Regions from separate parts of the Mus musculus genome. Here region 1 is linked to region 2. A link is a contact called in public Hi-C data. All regions are on one chromosome and are shown on one strand. The core of a region is the stretch at or near the end of the contact, and the rest is flanking DNA. Distances in the headings are between cores, read along the strand shown.

Region 1 (7,501 bases), core at 4,837-7,336, 72 kb before region 2:
AAGAGTAAACAGGTACAGGTGGAATACAAGGATATAGAAAATGTTCTTTACTGAAGTCCTACTACAGAGCTCAACAGTAGCCACACCAGGACTACTGAGCCACACAACCCTTGCACACAGAGAAGAACGTGCTCATCTCTAGACACTGCTGCGGAGACAGAGGAAGCTCAGGGTGTCCTCACCAGTCCTGTATGGGAGTAACTGAATCCAGCTTCTCGGGACACGGACCAATTGGCATGTTCTTCGATCACAGACATGTCTGGAAACTTCACCACACTGCTGAACCAATCAAACTCCAACTCTAAGCATGGAGTTTCCTATAAGAGAGAACACAGGTTATTGAATATATATTATGCTTAGTTGTCATAAACAAACTAATTTCTGAAAATAAAAGGCTTACTTTATTTGGATTTGACCCAGTAACACCAATAGGGTTCAGCAGATCTTCTAACCCATGCGGTACAGGCCAGAGATTCAAAGCCATTTTCCCGGACACTAGGGTGTCTGTATAATCAAACAAGTTTATGTTTCCCCAGGCCAACGGACAGTGCTCCTTAATGAAACAAAGAAAATATTCACAATTCTGTGAATAAATCACACATTTCCAAATATGCTTCTCTGGGAGGAGAATTCAACAGTCATCTCTATAACCAAAGGAACACAAAGTCTACCAAAGCCACAGTGGCTTTTCAAAATTGAAAGGCTTTTTGTTCTGCCTTTTCTCTATTTTCAAAGGGATGTGTGAAGCAGCCCGAGAGTGAGGTGTGTGGTCACTCCAGCAGCCACTCAGTGGTTAACAAATTATATTGACATGAACTCATGACATACTTATACATCAGAAACGGACTTCTCAGGCTCTCCCAATGCACTCTTTTTTTTTTTTTTTTTTTGGTTTTTTGAGACAGGGTTTCTCTGTGTGGCCCTGGCTGTCCTGGAACTCACTCTGTAGACCAGGCTGGCCTCGAACTCAGAAATCCGCCTGCCTCTACCTCCCGAGTGCTGGGATTAAAGGGGTGTGCTACCACGCCCGGCTCCAATACGCTCTTAAATGAAAAGGTCACTAATATTTCCCAAGGCTTTAGTCAATTAGCATTTTACTAAACAAACAAACAAACAAACAAACAAACAAAAAACCACCATGGTGACACATGCCTACCATCCATACTTGAGAGCAATTGTGTGTCCAAGGGAACCCTGGGTTACATACATGGCAGGACTAGGCTGAAACAACAACCAACCAACCAGGGGGGGAGGGGGGGGATTGGGGAGCCACAGCTGGTTATGTAGCATGATACTTTACCTCCTTAGCACCCTTTCGGCCTTTAACAGAGCAGATTGAAAGGCAAAGGCGCGCAGCACGAGGAAGATCAGGAATGTATATATCATAATTCAGCCATTCATTCCACCTATAGAAAATTGACAAACCAAGCTTTATCCTGAGTGTACACATGGCTCCATACTGCATCAACACTAAAGACAAGGCAAGTGACAATCCAACAAAGATACATTTCAGAACTGTATAAAAATGACCAAAAGTTGGGGGTAGAGTGGCTTACGCCTTTATCCCAGCACTCATGAGGTTAAGTTACGCTATGAGTCTGAAGCCAGCCTGGCCTACATAGCAAGTTCCAGGTCAGCCAGAACTACACAGTAAGTCCCTGTCTCAGAAAGCTGGGGTGCGGGTGGTGTCTGAGTCAGTATTATTCGTCATACCTCAAGGGTGACGCACTACAGGACAAAGGACAGGTGGCCAGGAATGCACCAGGCAGAAACCTCATGCACTAGGACTAAGTGCATCATTTGTTATAACCAAACGGAAACTGGAAAGCCTTGGAAAATGAACAGATGTATACTCTATGTCCCAGCTCCACTGTGAACAAAACACAGGAATGTGCTATCCACAGACTGCTAATTTAACTATCCATATCTTCCAACTGCTAACAACCCAAATCCAACACTGAAATAAAGGTGCAGAAGCCACAGGCTGGACACATACATTCAGGCAAACACACAAATAAATAAAATTTTAACATTTTTCCAAGTCTACTCTCCTATCTTTCCAATAATTTCATATTAATTTCTGATTTTTTATTTTTATAAATGCTTTACTAACATTTTCATATTACCATGGATTTAACCTCTACTTTAAAAAAGATATTTTTTTGAAAGATAAATGTTTATTGTTTTGTGTGTGCTGTGTTTGTAGGGTGTGAGTGCAGGTGCCTGCAGAGGCCAGAAGAGGGTGATGCATTCCCTGAAACTGGAGTTATAGGTGGTTATGAGCTGCCCAATGGGAATGCTGGAAACTGAATTTGGGTCCTTAGGAAGAGCAGTTCTGCTGAGCCACCTCTCCAGTGCTAACTAGAAACTTTGTGAAGTAAAGACTACAAGTAAGACTTTTATAACTTGTTTGTTTGGTCAGGGTGTGGTCAGTGAGGCCCAGGCTGGCTCTGAGCAACTATGTGGCTAGAGATGTAGCTACCTACACTCCTGATCCTCCTCCCGCAGCTAGTAAAAGGCAGAAGGCTTAATAGTTACTTTATTTTTTCTAAATGTCAACACAGTAGCAACTACTTGAAATCTTACTTCTTCCTTTTGTAAAGTGTTACTCTTGGTTTTGAAACAACCAGGACAGATTATTCTGGGGCCCCTGCTTAGGGCTCCTGGAATTTTTTGGATTGATTCCTCAAAAATACTGTTCCTTTAAAATCTCCTACAATCAGCCAACCCCCTACTCCAGCAAACAAAAAGTCTGAAGAACAGGATATGAAACTGTTGTCATGTGTACCATCTACCCTCAATGATGTCGACTGAGCGACAGGCTCAGGTAAGGTGACAACTGCCTCTCCTCACCCTGACAGACAAGGGACTATCACCCTGAACTTGCCCTAGGCTCTAGGACACTCATCAATGCTGGGAATGTAACAAAGATTGCCTTTTTTTCTTTTTTGACTGTCAGAACTCAGTCTAACTTTGTTGTGGAAGTTCTTTGAGGTCTCACTACTTAGCTCTACTGCATTCTATAAAGTCCATCTTCAGTCAAGGGGTTGAGTCTTATCTTCAAAAATCTCTCACAAGAAAGACAAGGAAACAGGAGGCCTGCAAGCTCTGGACCAACCGCCTTTCACTTGTCCTCAGCAAGCCTAAGCGAGAATGAATCTCCGGGTCCCAGCAACCTGCTTTCCCACAGCAGGCCGTTTTCACTCAGACTCTCTAACTGAATTCCTAAGTGTCTGTTCCTGGGAGTCATTTGAAGGAGAGACTGCCTTAAAGTTCAGGTCTTAAATCAAGAACAAGTCTTTGACCTTGAAACAATGGAAAGATGGAAGCCAGTCACAAAAAGTCCTTATGTTCTATATGTAAATAATGGAGATACAGATAACTGGCATAAAGCTAATAACGTGTAAACACCCTCTTACCTAGGATTGGAACAAGGTACTCTTTGAGTGTTCACATTGTCACATAAGGGTTCTCCTCCATGGTAGATACCTGTTCGAACATAGATCTAAAAAGAAGAAAGAAAAATGTACACTATATACATGTATATACATACATACATGTCTCTCTCTCACACACACTCACACACACACACACACACACTTATATATAGGTAAATCAACACTCAACAGAATCAATGTAAATGAAGTGTTCTGTTCAGATGGTTTCTTTGTATAGCTTTACAATGAACTGATAGAGCCTCTTGACCACTATGAAGTTAGCAGAGCTACAAGCCTGTAGCACTATGCATGAAATACAGAGACCTTCCTTTTCCAAGATAAGCTGGTATCAGGTGTTACTTCAAACTCCTGAAGCTAGAGGAACAGTTCACAAAGACATTAAAAGCTCTGCTATGAGATGTCAACATTTTCACTTAATGGGATTAAATAAAGACTATAAAAAAGATCCTCTTTAATTCCTATCACTGTTTTACTAAACAGACTCTAAAAAGAATTGACTTTAAGAAGCCTACAATTATGTGTATTCTAATTATAGACAGAACCATAGCTGTGTGAAAGGGAAGGCAGGTATACCTCAAACAGAATTCATGAATTGTTTCTATTTTCTGAGATTTGTGTTTTTCTAGTCACTTGAAAAACTACAGAGGTCAACAGTTTGTACTGTGCTCCACAGAGGCTAATTACAAAAAGACTTCCACAGAGCAAACCTCAGCATTGGCCTTACCTTATCAATGTCTCGAATATTTACATTTACATAGGTTGCACAAAGAATTTTTATTCTGAGCGCACTATTTATGACCCAGAGGGATTTCGTAGATGTCTCTCCATTCATGTAGGGTGTGGCTGTGGAGATGCGCCTGGAGTATGACGGCATGGTGAAGCTATCAATCGGCAGCTGAGAGTATAGGCTTTCTTTGGCCATCAGCATCAAGTTGGGCATCCTCCCCAGCATTATACAGCTTCTTATGTACTGTAAGAGATCACAGAGGGAGGGACTTCACATAAGGCACTTCATTCCTATGACAGCATGTAGGAATATTATGAATATTTACACATTGATTTACAAAGGTGGTTTTAAAAATTAAACATAGACCACACTTGATAGTAGCTGTTTATAATGCAGTTAGAACCTCTGAATATATTTATATAAAATAAAAAAATTAGGGCCAACTTCTGATACTATTATTTTACTCTTAAACTGCAAAACACTACAACAGTATCAGAAGTGATCACTGTAATAGAAAAGCAGCTTCCTTTGGTAAGCCTGACAGTGCATGTCAACCCTGACAGCTAAGCCTTTCTCAGGGTCAAACCCCACCCTACTCCCTCCAAGTAGTTCCTGAGGAACATTTACTGAATTGAAACAATGAAGCCCCATAAACAAACTGGTATGGTTACCTACACTGGTAATTCTAGCACTTGGGAAGTGACTGGAAGAAGATGAAGGCTTAAGGTCATTTCTAGCTACTACATGACCAGTTTGAAGCCAGCCTGGGGTATATAAGACTCTGTCTTAGACAAACAAAATCCCAAACAATAAAAATAATAAGTAACAAGACTCAGAATAACAGAGTTATTTTTTAAAATGTTAAAACGGGTGGGTCTCCCTTTTGAAACAGCAGGCTGTACTTCTGCACAGAGTTCAAGGTCAGACATGTTCCTCAGTCACTGTCTGCTTCATGGAGAGAGGATCATTTCCTGAATAGGGAGCTCCCAAGGCCAGGCTGACCGGGCACAGAGCTTCAGAGATCCTCAGACACAGGCTGCCGGCCATGCCTGGCTTTCATGAGGTGCTGGGGTCCAAATACAGTTCCTCCTCACACTTATACACAAACACTTTACCAACTGCTCAATCTTCCCACGCCTAAGAGAGCCCTAGTACATATGTGTACATGTGTCCTTGTATGCATGTCACAGAGAGTGCATAGAGTTCACAAAGCTGGCTCTCACTTTCCACCATGAGTCCCAGGGATGTGACTCAGGTTATTAGGCTGGGTAGTAACAAGTGCCTTTATGCACTAAGCCATCTTGCTGGCCCCTACACATGGATTTTTAGCCTATGTTACTGTATATACATCATAACTCCCTATTTTCCCACTTATCACCAACTAAAGGCCACTGTCTCTCTTATTAAACAGTAACTGGTGTGTGTATGCTACCACTGCTTCTCAGCTGGATTTATTCAGTGACCAGAGAAAGAGAGGAAGAAGGTTAGTAGTAAATGTAATAAACCAAGATTCTATTTTAATGTTGTCCCCACATCCTTTGTAGGAGCAGGTAGGTCATGAAATGAGTATTTTGTGGTTAGTGTAACTGCTATGTCTTCCAACTCTAAAATAATTGCATTATTTAAACATAAACATAAATAGACAAGGGACTGGCTGAAATTCACTCATCCCAAAGGGGGTGAATATGAGCCAACACATAAAATACACATATGTCATAAATATAGCTCAGTGGTACAAGACTTGGCTGGCATTCACTATCAGTATTAAGCAAAATTCAAGTATACTAATAAAAATAAGCTTACAAGTGGTACTTCCTAAAATGAATATTCATCATCCGAACGCTGTGCCATGCAGCTCTGGTGTGGTGCCGTCACTCACCTTGTACTGACTCAGAGGGTACTTTTCCAGGAAGTATTCGTCACAGCCACACACTTTCAGAATATACTTGCCCTGATATTCTAAGACACAGAGTTTCAGCTGCTCAGAGGACAACAACATGCTCCGAGTCTTTTTCCTGATGGCTTCAGCAATGACTTGCTCTGGCACACAGTCATGATTGATCTTCAGAGTGTACTTCTGCTTGTCGTTGTTTGGAGAGACTATTACCCAAATCACCACTATGATTTGTCCTGTAACCAAAAAACACCGTTAGGTGCATCGCTGTGTCTATTTCATTTCTCTGAAGACAAGTTTCGAGAAGTGTTCACTGTTCCGCTAAGCACAACCAGAAACCATATCTAGTTAATCCAAATAGAGGTAAAGATCTGTCTAAAGACACAACATCCAAGGCTCCTTTTTGAGTGGATCACAAGGACCCATGGCTGAGCTTAACGCCACATTAAACTTTAAAAGGAGAATCAGCTCTAATTCTGTTAGTATTCTATGCAACAGTGAATTCTAAACTCAGTTCTTGAGTGTCAGTGAGATAAGCATTTACCAAGGGGTGAGTCAGTAAGAAGGAGTGACTGCTATCCAGAAGTCATTACTCCACACTCAGCTCTCAGGGTGCAGGAGCCCTTCCTTGTCTTAGGCGCATGATCCAGCTACCAAAAGGCAACCGTGCAGCAATCAGCACAGCTACAGCAACACAAGGTCCGCTGCGGGGACCGCCTCCTTACCTTTATCTAACTTGTTGTAGATGTGCTTTGGCAGTTCTGGGGAAGACTCGACATTTGGAGGGTAGACATACATTGCTCTGCTATGAGGCGAGTTGAGATCCCGCAGGTCCACAGCTTCTTTGCAAACATTCAGAATGTTCCTTCGAAAGTCTTGGACTTCTGGATCTTTAACCATATCAAATTCACACACTGGCATGCCAATAACAAAACCTAAAAAAATAGGATGTTTATAAACAATGTAGGGCAGAAGTGGTTTTTACAAACGGAGAACTACACACATTTAGAAAAGCACAAAAGAAAGTTTCTATGAATTAAAAAAATGTTTTGATAAATCCATTTTTAAGAGGACAGCCAAGGCTACACAGAGAAACCCTGTCTTGAAAAACCAAAAGAAAAAAAGAAAAGAAAAAAGGAGTTGGCCTCAAGCATTTTAATTATATGCATTGTCCATATATCCATTAATATTATGATAGGACCTTTATCAACTTTTTCTGAGTAATAAAACTTGGCTAATAAGAAATCTAAGTCCTCCTACTAATTGTTTCCCTTAAGTAAAACCCTACAGGATATCAAAGCGTTACGAAGTTCTATAGCTCAGTAGTAAAAAACCATAAAAACAAAAACCCTACTTTATATTTTTAAATAGAAATCTACTCAAAGATTACAAAGGTAATAATTCAAAGTATCTTAAGAATAA
Region 2 (7,404 bases), core at 4,836-7,335:
AAATCAATTTAAGACTTTAAAAAAAAAATCTCATTTTCCTCAGTGTTTGTTCCTCCTTTTCTGGGTTACTTAGTGAGAAAACTAGGTCATTGTCCTGCAGTCTGGATTTTGCTGCGTATAGCCTATACATAGCCTTTCTTTAAAAACAATTAAAAATTATTTTGCGTGTTTCAGTGTTTTGCCCACATATATGTCTGTGCGGTGCCCACCGAGGGCAGAAGGTATTAAATTCCCTGGAAAGGGAATGATAGATAGTTCTGGGATGCCTCATGGGTGTTAGCAATTGAACCCAGGTTCTCTGGAAGAGCAGCCATCTCTCTAGCCACCATAAACAGCATTTTTCTATGCCCTCTGCATTTCTTGTGTGTGTATTCAAATGAATGTGGAGGCCAGAAGTCAACCCTGGTTGTTGTTCCTCAGTCATTGTTCATCTTGTGTTTTGAAATGGGGGTCTCTCACTGGGACCTGGGCTTCACTGCCTCAGCTACACGGAATGGCTACCAAGCTCCGGAGATCTGCCTGTCTCTACCTCTCTAGAGCAGGGATAGCAAGCATGCTTGGTTGCAGTAAATCTCCAACCCAAATAGGCCTATGCAAAGAAAACAAAACTCAATTAATATGAATACAAGCTGCACGCCTAGTTTGGGCAGATCTACCACTACACTACTGTATTCCCCATCTATGAGACCCCTTATAACTTGTGGTTTCTCCAGGCCACGTGCTTCTGCTCCATTTTTCTTCCACCTCCTCCTCTTCTGTCATGTCGTCCTCTCTTTTCCCCTCTCCTCCCTCTCCCCAAACTTTTCAGCTCCACTTTGCCTTCCACTGCTCAATCACTGGCTCTAGCCTTTTGTTTACAAGTTAAGGTGGACAGAAGGTTCATAAGAAGTCACCTGTGTACGTGATTCGCTCCTTGTCCGCAACTCTTCCTGGGAAAGCAGAATTAGCATCAAAATACAAACAGCACCAGGGCTATCCACAAAAATGTTCCACAAGGCTTGATTTTTTTTTTCTAGGTGGTAAGGTTTGAACTCACTACCCCATGCTCGTACAGTAGAAATTTTACCACCTGAGCCAACTCCCTAGTCCTGACTTTTACACTTCCACATTCATTTCTCTCTCTCTCTCTCTCTCTCTCTCTCTCTCTCTCTCTCTTTCTCTTTCTCTCTCTCTCCCCTCTCTCCCTTTCTCTCTCTCTCTGAGACAGGAGCTCTCTTTATACCCCTGGCTGTTTTGGGACTCACAATGTTGACCAGGTCAACCTTAAACTAACAGAGATCCTCCTGTTTCTGCCTCCCAAGTTCTGGGACTAAAGGTGTGTGCTGTCATTTCTTGTACTCATGAGTTGAATTTTCAGGGTTGATATAGCAGGGTCGGTTGGTAAGAGTCTATTTGCTTTCCCCTCTTTGGTTCTTCTGTGGTGTCCACAGTGGCAGGGACTTCACTGTCAGAGGACTCCTGGCTTCCTTTCTGCTCTGGGTCCTCCTCCCCCACTTCTTCTTCCTCCCCTTCTCCCTCCTCCTCCTCTTCCCTATTATACATTTGGATTCCAGTGCCAGCATTTTCTCTACAGATTGGAGAGCAAGTCTGGGCTTGTTAGTTTATGAACAGGGCACACTCATCAACTTCCTGTGTCCCCCTTGTATCAGTCTGTGTAAATGTGGTCTGTGAGTCCATTTGCTGCCATCCCATGCTGACCATGCCACACAGGGCTTTAGCTATGGTTGGTTTGTCTCCATCCTCAGTGAAAAAGTAACCCTGGAAGGCATCATGTCCTGATCTTGAAAGTGAAGGCGCATAGTGTCTCAAGACTCCATGCAAATTTCCTTACAAGAGGGGAAATTGACCTGATATATGTACCAGCCTTTGGAGATCATACTTGTCTCTTCTCTTCTTATCATGTGTCTGTTCACATTAAGATTCCGGGCATAGACACCACAAATGCTCAAGCCAAGGGAAGCCACCCAAGGTACGTTACAATTATATTCTTGGTAAATGAACCAACACAGTAGATTTTTGTTGTATATAATTTAATATAATGAAAATATTTCTGTCTGTTATATTTTGAGACAGGTTCTCATGTAGCCAAGGCTAGCTTTGAATTGGCCATGTAGATGATAATGGCCTTGATGTCACCTCACGTGAGTATACATGCTTTTTTTTTGTTTGTTTTTTGCTTTTTGTTTGTTTGTTTGTTTGTTTTCTGAGACAGGGTTTCTCTGTGTAGCCCTGGCTGTCCTGGAACTCACTCTGTAGACCAGGCTGGTCTCAAACTCAGAAATCTGCCTGCCTCTGCCTCCCAAGTGCTGGGATTAAAGGCGTGCGCCACCATGCCCGGCTACATGCTTCACCTGCACAAAAGTAGGTGCATCACATGCATGCTTGGTTCCTGAGGAGCCAGAATAGGGCACTGGATTCTCTAGAACTGGAATTACAGATGGGTGGGCGCCAACACCTGGGTCTGGGAAGTGAACCCTGGTCCTCTGCAAAAGCAGCAGATGCTCTCAACTGCTGAGCCTTCTCTTCATATCCTTTAACTTTGTTTTAAGATTGGAGTTTTCTCCTAATAGATTCAATGTTTCCTATATAGTAGTTACATTATGAGAGAACGTAAAGCTGTCAGACACTGTAATCCTATTAATGAATAGAAGGACAGGCATTCCTGTTCATCCAGGCATTTGTTGACTGGTAGTCATCATTCAATTAACTGTGGCCATGCAAATATACTACTTGGGCTGAATCCGCTAACGAATTCGAGGATTTGTGAAATGATTTTTCCTCTTCTCCTTCATAACGGAATTGGACATGGTGGTGCATGTCTGTGATCTCACCACTCAGAATATTAGTAAAACCTTGGCTCAAAGACAAAAAAAAAAAAAAAAAAGTAATGGGTCTTATGCTGAGAGTCTCTTCTTCCCCTGGGAAAACCTCACTGTAGCCACTCCCCGTGTGCTTCTCTTCCTTAAAAATCTCTTTTGCCCTCAAGACGGCCTTGGTAACAGTAATCCCTTCCAAATGATCTACTTCCTTTGCCCCATGAGGGGGGCTTGGGAATCATTTGAGATGGGCAGGAGCAGGGTGGAAAACAGGCAGCAAGGAGAGGAATTGTAATGGGTTCTTAGGTACAATCTTGCACCCCATTGGCTCTGGCCCCAACAGTTTACATCTTGCCCACTGCTTTGGGGTGACTGATCTGTACCTTCAGCTTTGAGCTGTAAGGTCATTGGCTATCTATTGCCTCTTGCAATTACTATGAGTGGGTTTTAAGGCTGCAGGTGCTAAAAAAATAAATTTGACTTCCTCTTCCTCCTCCTCCTCCTCCTCCTTCCCCTGTCCCTTCTCCTTCTCTGAGACAGGGTTTCTCTGTGTAGCCCTGGCTGTCCTGGAACTCACTATGTGGACCAGGCTGGCCTTGAACTCAGAAATCTGCCTGCCTCTGCCTCCCAAGCACTGGGGTTAGGTGCCATTTGCATCTTCCTGTTGTGTAGGCTCAGGTGTCTGAGATGTAGATCTCAAGGTCTGTGCAGGAGTTCCACTGCTTCTGTGTCCACCGTTCCTTCCCAGGTAACCTCAGAAACTTCTTTTGGGGGAGGGGGCAGACATGAGGTCTTTCTTGAGGTTTATAACAATACCTCTAAGCGACAAGACTAACTGCCCATATTTGTGTCAGGTTATACTCTTAAAATTTTATTAAGGTTACTAGTCCTCTATGCAGGATGCAGGCCTGCTGTGGAGGTCAGAGGACAGTTTTGGGGAGTCGCTTCTCACCTTCCACCTTGCAGCATCCCTTGTTTCTCCTACTGTGGTGCATACCCCAGCCCAGCTGGTCTGAGAATTTGTGGGGGGTTCTCCTGTTTCTGCTCTGCATCTCACCACAGGGATGCTAGGATTACTGAAGCAAGTCACTGCACCTGGTTTATATTATATTATGCAGGGACTGGGGCTACCAGGCTCAGTGGCTAAGTACTTTATCTACAGCCATCTTGCTGGCCCCAGATTGCATTCTTTTTTGGAATGACTCATTGTGCCAGATGCCTATTAAAGCAGAGATGGCTGCACTGGCTTAAGGTTTAGTGACAAAAGTGGCTTTGGCCATTGGAATCTGTGTGAATGGGCCATAGCACATCAGTGCCACAATGTTACATTCCACTATCGATTTTGATCCTCTCATGTGCTTCAAGTCCCATAGAGGTATGCCTTCTGTCAACAGACCAGCAACACACAATCACAAAAGTAGGTTTCAGCCACAAGTCAGTGAGATTTGTTTTTGTCCTTTAGTAAAGGTGGTGAATATGACCGGTTTCTTTTTCTTTCATTTATTTTATTTTAAAAATTTATTTATTTATTTATTTGAGGGGGGCTACTGAATCTCATAAGACCCAGTGATTCACAAAAAAAGCTCTAATTTGTGGGGCCATTTTCTCTGTCATGAGATTTACATTTCTATGAAACAAGTATCTTGGGATTACTTGCTTTTTCCTGGGCCAGAGAAGGAAATGCCTGAGCTGTTTGAAGTAAGTTGTAGGATCAGGGGCAGCAAATTTGGAACATCGAGTGTATGTATGTGTATGAGCTAGCGGGTAAGGCCCCTACTTTCAGCTTTTAGATTTTATTCCAACATGCAAATACACATAAAACTATAAAATATAAACGGAAGACTCCAAGACCTGTCTCTTTCTGCACTCAGGGAGTTTAAGGTAGTAGTATATGTAATAAAGTCCCATGTGAGGAATGGAGATTGTTATCATGCAGTGGCCCGAGAGGCCATGGAAGTTGCTTGTAGGAGAGGCTGCAGGGGGCAAGGATGGACAGGGAGAAAGGCATTTAACACCAAGGACAGGCTGTGTAAGATCACAGAGGTAACGCTAGACTATGGGCCTGTGATGGATAGTACAGACTGTCAATAGGAGTGTTTCTGGATTAGAAACCGAGGAGGGAAGACTCACCCTGAGTGTGGGCGGCTTCGTGGATGGAAAGCAATCGAGCAGCTCCTCCCGGTTTCCTGACTATGGACATTTGTGACCAGCTGCCCCACTTTTGCTCTCATGGCTTCCCTGCTGTGATGGACTGTACCCTCAAACTGCGAGCCAAAATTAATTTTCTTCCGTTGCCTTTGCCAGCCATTTTATAAGACGGGACATGTGGGTGAAAACGAGGATGAGGGTTGTCAGATGGGAAAGGCCAGCCAGGGCCCAGCATGGTCCCAGCTAACAAGAGTGAATGGCAAAGTTCTGACAAAGGGCTGAGAAATGCGTTTCTACCCCGCTGCTTTTAAAACAATGAAGCCATTTGGTATTTTCACATATACAGCACGTGCACTGAACTCATCTGTGCGGTGGATTACTCTTCCCGATGGCGGGTGCACACTGGTCTAGTCTGCTGAACAGTCCTCGAATTCGCGAAGCCCGCCCGTACCTGGTTGTTGGCGCATGCTCCAGTCATAGCCTTGCATTCCCGTGTAAATAGGCAGTCTATTAGGCTGAGTTGAGGCTCACCATATTTAGATCTTGGCATTTTAGTTTATGGTTTACACAATAACCACACACAATGTGAAAGTACTTGATGCTGCGAAACCATACTCTGCCGGTAATATGGAAAATTCGTGTCATGTTATCCAAGGAGAAACCCCTAGCCACTATACAAGTATTCACATGCAGAAGGTACAAGCCGGCAGAACAAGCTAGGGCTGCAATCCATCCCAGCGCCTCTCTTGAAGGTATCCCGGGGACTTCTGCAGTCCTTCGGGTCCTGCCGGTGAGCGGGCTCCTTTCCAATGTCTTTGGGCGGAGGCGCAAGGAGTGCAGTTTCCAGGTCTCAGAGGAGAACCTCCGCCCTCCTACCAGGCTCTGCCAAGCTTCTGCCCTCATCGCTTTCAGGGTAGGCTGGGGCAGCTCCGAGGAGCCATCAGGGCCAGGGTAGGGTACCCTTTCGAGTCGCTGTTCCGCACCTGCTCGGCGTCCCGGGTCTGCGGGAGCAGCCGCTTGTCCGTGCACATGCGCAGTAGCGCTGCCGGGAGCCCTGCCTCCTCCTCCTCCTCCTCCTCCTCCTCCGCCGCCGCCGCCGCCGCCGCCTCCCGGTTCCGCAGTCACTTCCTGCAGCTGTTTCCCGGTGGCTCCGCTCCGACCGACTTTTGACAATCAGCCTCCAGCAGCGGAGCGGCCGGTCGGCGGCGGCGAGCGCAGAAAGTGGTCTTGGAGCGGGCAGCGGCGCGCGGGGTGGCGGGGCGGCTGCGGCCTGCCGGTTCCGGTGAGTGCGGTCCTCGAGTCCGCTCGGTTGCGTCCGTGTGCGCGTGTCAGCCTCGCCCGCGGCGTCCAGCGGGCCACCGATCCCGATCCCGCAGCCATTCGCACAGCCGCCTCGGCGACTCGGTGCTCCCGGCCGGCATCCTCGCAGGACCCGAATGCGTGTGAGCTTGCCCAGCCCGGGAATGGCACACGCGGGGGCGATGCTGCAGGGGCGCAGTTTTGAGTCCTAGATGCTGAGCCTGGGTCGCCAAGGCCTCCTCCCCTTCTAAGCTTTCTTCTGTGATGTAAAACAGCCTGCCAGGGCTGTTTTTCTGCCTGCCACGTTTTGGTGACCTCTGAGTAAGGTTTTCTCTTGTCTTCTCTTCTCCGGAATACCCAGGGGTAGCCTTCCTTACTTTACCCGGACGCCAGGAACCTGTTCCTGGATTCTCTTCTTTGCCCTGGGTCTGTTTCTGCTCAGGGGAGGCTGTTGTTTGCAGTACAGCCGGTGAGGAGTAGGCCCCAGCCCAACCGTGGAAACGTGTGCTGTGGTCATTCATTTCCCTCAGACCGGTACATGGTGGAGCTGTGATTTTCTTTAGTGTCTCTGAGCTCCCTTCCAAATTAGGACATCAAGCGCTGTGCATCCTTCGTGTCTGCCATCGCACACGTCCAATCGGATGGATTTTGAGATCTGAGAAGTATTTTTATAACAGCTTCTAAATTAGTCTCTTAAATTAATGCAGCAGTTTGAACGGATCCGAGCATGTTTTTGAGTCTGTATTTCAGCTTGTGTATTCACTGAAGCTTAGCTTTGGTTTTATTTATTTTTAGAGTTATTTATTTATTTATTTTTACCCAAATGTAATACCTGTTGTGATTGTCACCTATAGACTTTTGGGGGAGGGCTTTTTTTTTTAACCTTATGTTGATTATTAAATCTAACAGTATTTTTGAGGTCTCTATTCTTTCTTTGAACATTATGAACATAAAATGTAATAATAGGTAAACCTGCACTGTAAACACCCCCACCCCACCCGGCCGGCCAGTGTTTTGCTTTGAAATAAGGCCTTTTTGTGCCTCTGCTGGGAGGAGGGCCTTGTTTCTGCAGGACTGCTGCATGATTCTGGGGCCACGCATGCTGGGGTTTCATCAGGTGGGAGTAAGCATGTGAGAAACA

What was found. Hi-C and Micro-C count contacts between places; a contact is called where the count stands out from the background.
Region 1: a Hi-C map of Th2 cells shows a contact between it and region 2, with 2.2 times the contacts expected there. The contact joins the enhancer-like site here to the promoter of Zmat3 in region 2. A contact is called at or near these places in 7 of 39 promoter capture datasets (the 3T3-L1 cell line, 3T3-L1-derived adipocytes, the C10 cell line and 3 more), 1 of 15 datasets of contacts at CTCF or cohesin (CD8 T cells), 14 of 484 Hi-C or Micro-C datasets (the AML12 cell line, the Ba/F3 cell line, CD4 T cells and 11 more), 9 of 115 datasets of contacts at active chromatin or transcription factors (CD8 T cells, the SCID.adh cell line, bone marrow-derived macrophages and 4 more) and 4 of 9 other capture datasets (adipose tissue, liver, macrophages and 1 more).

What each region holds. Positions count from the first base shown.
Region 1 is chr3:32,436,631-32,444,131 of GRCm38.p6, reverse strand. It overlaps Pik3ca (phosphatidylinositol-4,5-bisphosphate 3-kinase catalytic subunit alpha), which reads right to left. Exons shown (of 21, transcript NM_008839.3): 3 at 6,805-7,014; 4 at 6,065-6,315; 5 at 4,183-4,428; 6 at 3,420-3,505; 7 at 1,301-1,406; 8 at 401-553; 9 at 183-317. Among named protein-coding and RNA genes, the nearest start is that of Pik3ca, 43 kb to the right of the region's middle. Within about 2 kb of position 6,086, at least 20 of the 459 cell types and tissues checked have an H3K27ac peak or open chromatin away from gene starts, as enhancers often do. A contact at or near this core is called in CD8 T cells, Th1 cells, Th2 cells and 1 more, where this site is marked.
Region 2 is chr3:32,364,346-32,371,749 of GRCm38.p6, reverse strand. It overlaps Zmat3 (zinc finger matrin type 3), which reads left to right and starts at 6,085. Exons shown (of 6, transcript NM_009517.2): 1 at 6,085-6,246. 4930429B21Rik (RIKEN cDNA 4930429B21 gene) reads right to left here and starts at 6,261. Exons shown (of 1, transcript NR_027966.1): 1 at 4,312-6,261.